Linked DNA regions of Mus musculus: region 1 is linked to region 2. The links are chromatin contacts, called in public Hi-C maps. All regions are on one chromosome and are shown on one strand. Each heading gives the region's core, a stretch centred on a gene start, on an enhancer-like site or on the middle of the called end of the contact. The rest is flanking DNA. Distances are from core to core; before and after follow the strand shown.

What was found. Hi-C and Micro-C count contacts between places; a contact is called where the count stands out from the background.
Region 1: a Hi-C map of CD8 T cells shows a contact between it and region 2, with 2.3 times the contacts expected there. The contact joins two enhancer-like sites. A contact is called at or near these places in 2 of 484 Hi-C or Micro-C datasets (CD8 T cells and nephron progenitors).

Annotation. Positions count from the first base shown.
Region 1 is chr1:38,691,153-38,696,685 of GRCm38.p6, forward strand. No RefSeq gene overlaps it. Among named protein-coding and RNA genes, the nearest start is that of Gm34596, 63 kb to the left of the region's middle. Within about 2 kb of position 3,134, at least 70 of the 459 cell types and tissues checked have an H3K27ac peak or open chromatin away from gene starts, as enhancers often do. A contact at or near this core is called in CD8 T cells, where this site is marked.
Region 2 is chr1:38,560,492-38,565,946 of GRCm38.p6, forward strand. All of the region lies in intron 1 of Aff3 (AF4/FMR2 family, member 3), which reads right to left. Among named protein-coding and RNA genes, the nearest start is that of Aff3, 64 kb to the right of the region's middle. Within about 2 kb of position 3,365, at least 21 of the 459 cell types and tissues checked have an H3K27ac peak or open chromatin away from gene starts, as enhancers often do. A contact at or near this core is called in CD8 T cells, where this site is marked.

The DNA of each region.
Region 1 (5,533 bases), core at 1,884-4,383, 130 kb after region 2:
TACATCAGCGGAGTGGTCCACTGTCCAAACCCACGGCAGGCAGTAATAGGAATTATGAGGCTGACATGCTGCCCGCTGTGCCGAGGGCCACAGGAATTATAATGAAGTGGCACAGATAGCTTCCTCTGATAGCTCTAAAGAATGTACACAGGAAGAGTGAAAACAAGGAGGAAACCCAGAATAAGAAGAAAATCAGAAACTGCTCTGACGTTGTGGACAGAGTCTTTTACCTCCTACCATTACAGGGCAGCTGTGTGCCAAGGCCAGGGACTTAGTGGGACAACTGCAGTGTTGTTTGTCCATGAAGTCCCTGGCCCCTCCAGGCTGCTTATGCCAAGGTATTCTAATGTCACTTCTGCAACAGTATGGGGAAGAGGATGAATCCTAAGCAATGAGGTGGGGACAGTTGTACAGGCATGGAGTGGCTGAGAACTTTGAACCACCAAATCCCCTTTAATCGCTTGGTAGATACTGGCTTCTTCTCCTAACACCCTAACACCAGCCCTAGTAGCTCCCAGTAACAGCACAGAGCAATTACATCATGAAACCCACTGGCCACAGCCTCTCATCAACTTTAAGCCCCGAAGTGTATTCCATCCCAGTTTAAGGTCTGCTCAGGAGGCGTTAATATATATGTCTACCAGAGGTATAGAGTGAAGCTGAGTTCTGTGGCTGCTGTATCAAGAAAGAAGAAATCACATCAAATCATGCTTGGGTCAAATAGTTAATGCAAAAGCATTCACTCTGGATTCAGTATCTAACGCTGTAGCTTGTGTGCCTGAGGGTGGCATTCTTAATTGGCTAGGACTATCCGAAGGCTGGGCTCCCGAGTTTAAAGCTGAACTGTATGTGTGCTCGGAACTGTTGTACATCTGAATAACCAAGCCATAAGCAGGCCATTGGTGAGAAGGGCCCTAGAATTCTCCAAGAATAATGGCTTTCCTCGGAAGGCCAAGCCATTTACAGGTGTGGCTAATGTCTTTTCTATGTCAGTGGCACCTTGGTATTAAGGAGGCTTTGTGGTTGAATTTATCCTTGAAGATGAGGTAGGTACCTTGATCCTAATCAATGACCCAATCAGCCCTAATCAATAACCAAGACAGGTGTTATCTCGGTGTTTGGAACTCATTATACAAGAGCTGGGTCCCTCGGGAGGCAATAGATGGGTTCCTCTCTAGAATGCTGCTTGATGTACACCACACACACACACACACACACACACACACACACACACACACACATACACTTGAGGTCCATGGTTAGAAAACTAACTTACCATAGTGGGGAATCAAGGTTCCTGAGGTCTCAACAAAAGTCGGTTCATAGCTCAAGAATTTCTCAGTTGAGCTATGTGTGAGGTAACGGGAGTTCCTTCGAGGAAGGATCCACCAAGAGGTACAAAGAGGTGTAGACGGCCATGAGCTGTAGTCAGAGGGACCTCAGGCCATTGTATAGCATCCCCAGATTTCTTAGGAGTTACTAGATTCTCAGCCTAAGCCCTGCCACGTTGAAGTGGGTTACTGATGAGATATAAGTCTGTACGCCGTTCTGTAACACATCCTGAGCCTGTCCTGTGGCTAATCTCCCTCCTACACTGGGTTGGATGATCTGTTCACTCTGAAACTCACACTGAGATTAACTGCCAATCTGATGTTAGTAAAGAGGTTGAACATTCACAAGGTGGTTAGATCATGGGTAGATCAGATGACTCTTTACTTAAATCTCCTGTTGAACCAGTCAGTGGCTCCTGGTCAACATTGAAGAGGACCAGGGATTTAACGGGATGGATGCTGCTGATGTGTGCAGTGGCAGTCTTGTTGATGTGTAGTAGTTGACAATAGATTGGCCTGGTTGCCAAAGAGAATCCCGGGTGACTTCCAGGGGACAGGGAAGGAGCAAGAGGAGTGATACTCTGGACAAATTAAAAACTGGCAAAGGCATCAGTGGCAGACCATGGGAAACTTGGATTTTGCAGGAATAAATCAGGGTCATGCAACCTGTGCAGCTGAGGATCTGACAAGGGGAGTGTGGGGGTGTATATCATGCATAGCTCAAAAAGAAACCTTGCTGTCAGCTTAGGCTTATGACCAGCTGCCAATACAGAGACTATAATACCTGTATGTGTGATAGCGGATCACTGTTACTTGAAATGATGCTAAGAGGTAACAGAAGGATGGAGCTGCAGGATACTCCCATTGTCCCTTAAGCCCATTCTCCGCCTCTCCCTGCTCTGTGTCCTGGGGGCTAGCCTGTGCTGAGCTATAGTGATAGCTGTCCCTGCCTCCTTGCCTTAGAGTTGGCTTGAGCAGTATGGGGAACCTGCAGAGGATGGGATGGTAAGGGGAGAGTAATGTGAAGTATTGATTTGGCCAACACACCAGCATCCCCTCCCTGTGTGCTAATCCATCTTCCATGCCTCCATCTATCTTCCATGAGGCCAGCCTTCTCCAGACCTGTGAACAGGCAGGGTCCTGGCAGGTCACAGGGGATGCATACCAAGTGGGTCGTTAGATGGTTAAGTAAGGAACTAATTTGTTCTAGTTGGGTTCTGTTTGTTTCTCTAAACTGCCCATTACCCATAGTTTTCTTTCCTTTTATATTTTTCCTTTCCTTTCCTTTCCTTTCCTTTCCTTTCCTTTCCTTTCCTTTCCTTTCCTTTCCTTTCCTTTCCTTTCCTTTCCTTTCCTTTCCTTTCCTTTCCTTTCCTTCCCTTCCCTTCCCTTCCCTTCCCTTCCCTTCCCTTCCCTTCCCTTCCCTTCCCTTCCCTTTCCTTTCCTTTCCTTTCCTTTCCTGAAATAAAGCCTCAATATGCTGGCTTCAGACTCTTAGGTACAGTGACCCTCCTAGATAGTGACCCTCTTAGATACAGTCACCCTCCTAGGTACAGTGACCCCAAGTTGCTGGGATGGCACAGGCATCTCCAAGCCTGGCTGCCCATGCTTTTATAAGTAGTTCCTTTACTAAGACACCAACCTACACACTTGCTGTACTCACCCTGTGTCCTGCAATGACCCTACCTAGCACAAACCGTTTTCAACCCCTTTAACAGTTCCACCCCAGTGGAGGTGCCTGGGCTGGTGATAAGGCAGATGTGGGCTGCAGCCACAAAACCTCACCACCCTTTGTATCTGCTTCCTTTCCAGGCAGAGAAGCATCAGTGTAATACAACAGGAACGTCCCCAACCTGCAGCGCCCTGCTTCCCTCCTGCTGTGGCTTCTTTCTGTGGTCTCCTACTTCCTCACGTCCCCTCCACCACCACACCCTGTCCTGTGCCTTGTCTATTACACCGCCACCTAACTTTTTCTACTCCTGTCTTGAGTACCAAAGCTCTCTCCAGCAACCTCAAATCTTTTCCAGTTGCAACAGATGTTGCTCCAGGGGTCAGGGCTTGCCTCCATCACCTGACGAGTCACTTAGCGATGATAATCTCTAAAACCAGAGCCTGTGTGTCCACACAACCAACGTGTCTGATCACCAACTATGTTGTCTCTTCCTTCCATCTCTGGGTGAAATGCCCTGACTTCTATCTAGTCCCACAGACTCTCCATGTAAGTTGCTCCCTTCCACCCAGGTACTCGCTTGCCCAGGGCTGATGGTTTTATAGAAATTTACCCTGGTAAATAAATTGACATGTCAGGAAGTTCCCTGAGGACTCTAAAGCCCCAGACACAAATGCTGATGCTATACTAATGACCAGCATGTAACCAAGAAGTTTAGGTATTTAGAAAAATCTTTTACATAATTGGTATTTGTAATATGATAGCGAAGGAAAGCAGGTATATTTATCTCTTGTGAGTAGCACTTTCTTTTTCTAAATGTTCACTTAGGAAGCCGTGCAAGAGTGATAGAAACATCCTGCTGGGCTCTTTGGGAGGAAGCTGGAGTCCACAGCTCATTAGGGATGTGACACAACATCAGTGGTCAAGCTCAGGATTCAACCTAAGTCCTGGCAGTCAATGGGCAACCTCAGTCCTGGTGGTCAACAGCTCCAGGGACTTTGGGATTCTCTCTGCACTGGTTCACAAAGAGGACACAGAGCAGGCTCAGTGGATAAGAGCACTTGTAGCTTTGCAGAGGACTTGTTGTCAGTTTCCAGACCCACATGGCAGTTTGCAACTTCACTTCCAGGGGTTCTGATACCCTCTTCTGGCCTTTGTGTGTGCACTGCATGAATATGGTTCACAGGCATGCAAGTAAAACGTCCAGATGTATAAAATTTAAACAGCAACAAAAACAAACAAATAAGCAAACAAAAGACTGGATCTCACTATGTAACCCAGGCTGGCCTATAACTTGCTATATAGCTCACACTGTACTATTATTGCCACCTTCCTGTCCCAACCTGCAGAACTGTGGTTACAGGTGCCCCCACCCATGCCCAGAGAAACAGTGTACTATTGCTTTAATTCCTGTAGCTAGAGCTAAAGAAGTGAGTCATCTGATATATTAAAAAAAAAAAAGTCTAAAAAACTTAGTTGTTCGTCTTGCACTGTGATAGCCCAAATGTCCATACTCATGGCTAAAAGTCACATGATCAACTATCCTGATTTTCCTAGGGCTGAAGGTTTCTGAGAACTGGAGATTTTCACAGAAATACTGGGAATGGTCACCTTCATGCCATTTCAATATAATAATAATAATAATAATAATAATAATAATAATAATAATAATAATAATAATTTACCTTGGATTCTTACTGGTTGACGTTCTTTTGGCAACCAACAACCAGGCTGTCTTCTACATTTTGTCCCTGGCAGCAACTCAGGCCACAGTGAAGCCATACCAGGGCCCACATTCCCACATTCCTTTCTCATTAAGTGGTGGCCTTCTTCCCAGGCATTCTGGGATAATTTGCTTTGTTGTTTAATGGGGGGATGTGGGCAGGCTCTTTAACCACCGCAGGTGGGGGGACTCAGGCACAACTCAGGAAGAGTGTGTTCCCAGAGGGGAAAGGAAGAACTCCTCTGCGTGCCTGGACTCTTCCTTCTAGGAGGCCCAGCTCCTCCACACTTCCATTATGATGTCTGTCTGCTCAGGCCTGGAAGAAGAGCTTCCTGCTGGGGAGAGATCATACGGCTTCCTCTGCTGCATGCGCTGCCTCACATCTGTCACACAGTGTGCACAAAGTAGCTTTCAATTCCTAAACTAACTTGAAATTCAATGCCAGCTAGCCCATGCCTTGGATTTCAGCATAGTAATTGGGCCACTGTCCAAGTCTCTAACGTGTGGCATCAGAGCTTTGCCTTGGGCTGTCTTTGTCATTTGGCTTCCTGCCAGCTGCTGTAATCTTTTCTTCACGTGAGTGACTTGGGAGATACACATCAACGCCAGTCTCCGGCGAGATGGTCCTGCCTCAGCTCTATCCACAATCTCATTTCCAGTAACAGCTCAATCATCCAGGGCAGCAGACAGGTCCCGATGGCAGGCGCATCGAGTGTCATCAGACTGGGCAGCAAAGTGAATTGACAAGCGCTGGAGGCCACTCATTTCCTCAGCCTCTGCTGGCACCAGCTAATGATCTGCATCGACATC
Region 2 (5,455 bases), core at 2,115-4,614:
TCATTGTTCTTAAACTGAAAAGGAAGTCCAGAAATATCAACTATCTCCTCCCGCGACGAGCAATGCAGACAGGTACCTATCTGTAAAGAAGCCGCACAAGGCAAAGAGCCCGTACAGAAAGTTGCAAAAGCAGAGGAAACCAGTTCAGTGGCCCTGTGAGCTGCTAACACAAAGAGGAGTTCTGACTTTATCACCACTATTTTATAAACACTAAGGCGCATGAATGAGAGGCAGCACACGGCCTAGAGTTGGGGGTAAGGAGACCAGTACCAGTCCTGACTCCTCGCATGGCCATCACCAGGACATGCATCCACATGTGCACACAGGACATCCACTGTGTACATCAGCTACTCGATCCGCGCCTCCAGACAGCGGACTATGTGTGCAGCCTGTAGCTTTGCTGCCTAAGCAAACAGCACAGAAGAGACCTTGAAAACTCCAGAACAGTACATCTTTCCTAGGCTTCTGCCCTACACTCTAAACCTGGGCTGAGTTCAACTTCTCAGACCGTTGCATTCAGGAGTTCCTTCCTGTCACTGCAGAAACGTGGCTGTAGCTGTGGTGGCAGCACAGAGCGTCCTGTAGGCACATCCGTGTTGGGACGTCATACCACAACTTGCCAGATTCCTATCATAGAAATATGGTCATTGTCCTGAATTGAGAGGTGGGCACAACCATGCCTGCTCTGTATATCTTTTGCAGAAAGACCAATAAAATTACCCCGTCGCTGTGAAAAAGGATTCCAGTAAAGGAGTTGTTTAATGCAGCTATGCGAGACAAGAAATTGGTGTTAGGAAAAGAGCACTGAGATCCACAGACCAGGATCCATCAGGGCTGACCTGCGACTGCTAAGCTTTGTTATTTACTTTCTTTAAGGCCACCAAGTTGTAAAGATTGTGGTGGTGGCTCTCCCTGGTGGAGGTTAAGTGTTTGGGTTACCAACTGGGGACCTCTGTGGTTGCTTTTGTCCCTGGAGGAGAGGAGTTAATGTCCCCTTCATTTAATGTACCTCATCGTCCCTGTGGTCCAGGTGACACAGGCTCACTGCCAGCGCTGCCCACTCATCTGACACCTATGCCAATCCAGGCCTGGGTCACCTCAAAGGGCAGAATCTCACAAAGGTCCGAGTTGAACGTGACCAGTGGCTCTGCGGATCACATCTCACAGGGGTGTCCATAATGCCCTCCAGAATAAGTTTCAGCTCCACACACTCGGGGGTGCTGTCTACAGACACTTCTGATGGTCTTCCCCACAAAGGTCTGACCTTTGGGGAGCGGTGCCTTTGACATATGTATATGTGAGAAGAGACCACATGCATAAGGAAAGACTACATATGCAGGACGCTGTCAAAGACAGAATCTGACCGTGGCAAAGGCAGCCCTTGGATCTTAATCCTGGAGTGCAGAGTCACTGGGTCTGCAGTGTTTGGTGATCAGATGACAGGCAGGAAGCTGAAGAGAGAGTCTACGCATATCTAATTAATCAAATAACCTCTGTGTCACTTATCTTTGGGCTGGCATTAGAAAATTCCCCTCGTGCCCCCGAATCATATAAATCGCATGGTTTCCTATTCATTAAAGCTGGCTTGGTCTGTGCTGATGTGTCATATTTTGACATGTAACCACAAGGGATGCACAATCAAAATTAAGAAGAGACCTTAGCTGAAATTGGCATGCCCTACTCCAACGAACAATTTATGCCCACACGTGGCCAAAGCTGCATATATCTTCTCCAAATGATGAGTATTAAGCCTGTAGAAATACAGACACCCACAATTCACCTAGCACATTTTGCATGGAACATTTCTTTTAGCTTCCAACTAAACACAGGATATTTACACCACAGAGAGTGCACAGGCTATTATTACACAGAATTACACACAGACTTTCAATACTATTACCATCGTATTTACTGGCTAATCCTGCCGTGTTAATACCATCATGTTCTTCCCGGGCTTTACAGCTCTCCGTGGCTTCCCTCTGCATTTAGAATCAATGTCAAACTCATCATTACCACCTGCCAGGTCCCTACAGTGTCCTGCTGTCCACACCCACTCCTCCCCATCCTGCACCCTCTGCACCCTCTGCACCCGAGCCGACCCTGACCCGCCATAGCTCAGCTGTCTCTGCCACGCTGGCCTTCTCTTTGTTCTTTGTCTCCTGAGCAGCTCTTGTCTCTGCTGTCTCTTTTGTTTCAAAGGCTTTTCACCCAAACCTCCGTGGGGCTCACTTCTCCCATCTCAGGTCAAAAGTCACCCTCCTACTGGGCCTCCCCGGCCACCCCAGTGAACGTTGCTCCCCACCTGCCATCAATCTCTGTCACACCCTCCTCTCCCATCTCATTTTTCTTCACAACACAAATACATTCCAACGGGAAGTGCCCTGCTTTTGAGGATCATCTGGCTACCAAAATGTAAGAACACCATTTGCTGATACTCTTGTTATGCCTGCAGATAGGAGCTTGTTGTCCTCTGAGAGGCTCCACCCAGCAGCTGACTCAGACAGATACACACACCCACTGCCAAACAGTGGGTGGAGCTTGGGGACTCATGGAAGAACAGGAGGAAGGATTGTGGGCCCCTGAAAGAGATAGGAACTCCATAGGAAGACCAACACAATCAACTAACCTGGACCCTTGGGGACTCTCAGAGACTGAACCATCAACCAAAAAACTGGACACACAGGCTGAACCTAGGCTGACTCCCTGCTCATGTGCAGCAGATGTGCAGCTTGGCCTGCACATCATGTGGGTCCTTAACAACTGGAGTGGGGCCATCCCAAAAGCTGTTGCCTGTCTGTCAGATATGTTCTTCTAGCTGGGCTGCCTTGTCTGACCTCAGTGGAGCAGAAGTGTCTAGCCTCGCAAAGACTTGAAGTGCCAGGGTGGGAGGCTATCCAGGGGGGTGCTCCACCTGCTTAGGGGAGAAGGGGGATGGGGGAAGTGGTGGGAGGGGGGAGGTGAGTGGGATGTAAAGTAAATAAGTAAAATAAAATAAAACAAGAACACCATTTGCTTCCACTGCTGTCTAGAGCCAGTACTGACATAGAATGGGAGCACAGTTCACATGTGGCACATGAGTGATTACATGTGACGCAAGCCACAGCACCGGGCATACCCCTGTGGTGGCATCAGATGATTAGAATGCTAATGGACAAACAGGCAAGTGACCCAGAAATGATGGCTACATGATCAGAGCTGGCCAGAGGTATCTGATATGAAGAAAGGAGAAAACCTACTGAGCACAGACCTTCTCTGTGGTTTGTTCATGGTTTGGGTGCTCACCGGTGAGTCTTTTAGGAGTGTGGTGATACTGGAAGGGAGTGCAGCCTGCTGAGGGTGTTTGTATATGTCCTTGGCAGGCCTAAAGTAGAGTGTTCCCCTAGGACTACTCAGTTACTTCTCTTGAGGAGGTGGTAAGACAGCGGAACACCACACACACACACATACACACACACACACACACACACACACACACACACACATACACACACACACACACTCTGGCTTCCTGCCTCACCATGAGACCTCTTACACATGCTCTGTGGCCACATTAGGATCGATCTACCAAGATGTGATCCGGCCAGAGGGCTCTTAGCAGAGCTGGTACCTTACAGTTTGGACTTTCAGCTTCCCAAACTGTGAGTTAAGTAAGTATGTGGCCTCCATGATTGAGTCGGAGCATCAGACATGCTTTAATATGCCTGCTCTAGTGACTCGGAGGTTTGAGACTGAAGAGCCTAAACTCTCACACACACTGCCTGAACCATCACAGCTGCTCGATAAATACCTCTGCATCTCTAAACATGTATATGAAGAATGTGTTTAATGTCATTTTCACTTCCCTAGCTAGTGTTGTGAAGACCACTCCTCTAGATGCCGGTGGTGCTTTCTGGTACAGGATGTATAGATGCTAAAATGAAGGAGGAGAAATCCATCTATGAATACAGGTGGGACAGGACTCTGAGGAATGTTTTGTTAAGTGGGAAGGATTTCATTTAATCCCTAAAAACTTCCAAGGGGCTTTACAAGTGCAAACAGACTTTAGCTCATCCACATTTTTCATGCCCAGAAACTGGGACATTAAAATGCCAGGAACCCTTTCAATATCAGAAGCCTGTGGTCCATGATGGAGAAACCCTCCAATGACCAAGACCAGCTCCCGTGGAGCTGCCAAAGAACCTGATGATTCCATCAAAAGAATGTCAATTTGGCTTCGAAAAAAGTTCTGGCCTCAGCCTTCCACGGAAAGAACAGTTGGGATGATGGTGCGGGCTACATGTCCTCATGGCCTTTGAAGCATCCATCCCTGACAGCTGAACTGTGCTGCTCCCCAGCTGGGAGGCACACCTCTGCTGCACAGAAGGAAGAGGATAGGGAGAACTTGGTACAGCAGATCAAAAACGAAATGATGTTGCAATGTCCAAATGTCAGAGAAATTGGCCCTGGATAAACAAAAGGTCTCAGAGCAAAATGCTAAAACATAAAACTGCCCTTAACCCACGAATGCATACAACAAAGAGCATTGTTTTTACCATCTGATACACCAAGCTGGAGAACTCTCTCCTTAATGGAGAACTTGTAAAAGGGCCCTTCGTGGATACCCACCTCTGAAGACCCCTGCGAACCTGGCCTCTGGAGACTAGAAGTTTGTACCGGTCACTAAGGCTTCTTCTTTCACGTTTTATCTTTAAGGGTGCCCAGTCTCCTTTTCTACATTTGCACTTTACAGAGTAGGCTCATGTTTAAATTCGCTGCCGGGATTATTTTGTCCGTTTCTTTAACCCTGGCCAGACCCCCCAACCCCCCTGAGAGCACATGTGCTCTGGGCTTTCCTAATCAGCAGCTCGCACCTGAGCATGACTCTAGTAATTAGCCCTCGCCTGCCTTCTCGCCAGCATCCTTTCTTCCCATCTGGCCACAGGGCCTGGACCGAACACATCTAGGAGCTGTGACTTCATTCCTTCTCCCTACTCTGCTCTGCCTGGGTCCTCGATTACCATGCCATCGGTGCCTGAAGGGCACAGCTCACATTCCCATCCCACCCTCTCCTGGCACCCAGACTCCTCTCCCAGGGAGCACAGCCCCTGAATGCTCATTGACAGACACTAACACTCTCTAGGTTTGTGCATCCATGAAGATGTTCTGAGTGAGCTAGCTTTCTGTTTCCATCTGCTGCTGTCTGCTAAAAGACATGTATTGGGGGTGGGGAAAGCTCTGAATGGAACAACTAAATGTATTCTGAACTGCGTAGCCCACCCTCCCTCCCTCCCTCCCTCCCTTCAGACCCTGACTTATGGAGCTAAACAGACCTCGAGATCTTTTTCCAAGATGCTTTTTTTTTTAAATCCAAACACCAACACGTAAGTTCACTTGCCTGACCCACTGCAGCAGTCAAAGGATGAAATTATAAAATTCCCTGGGCAGTAAAGGAAAACGCACACTGTCTCACCTCCTC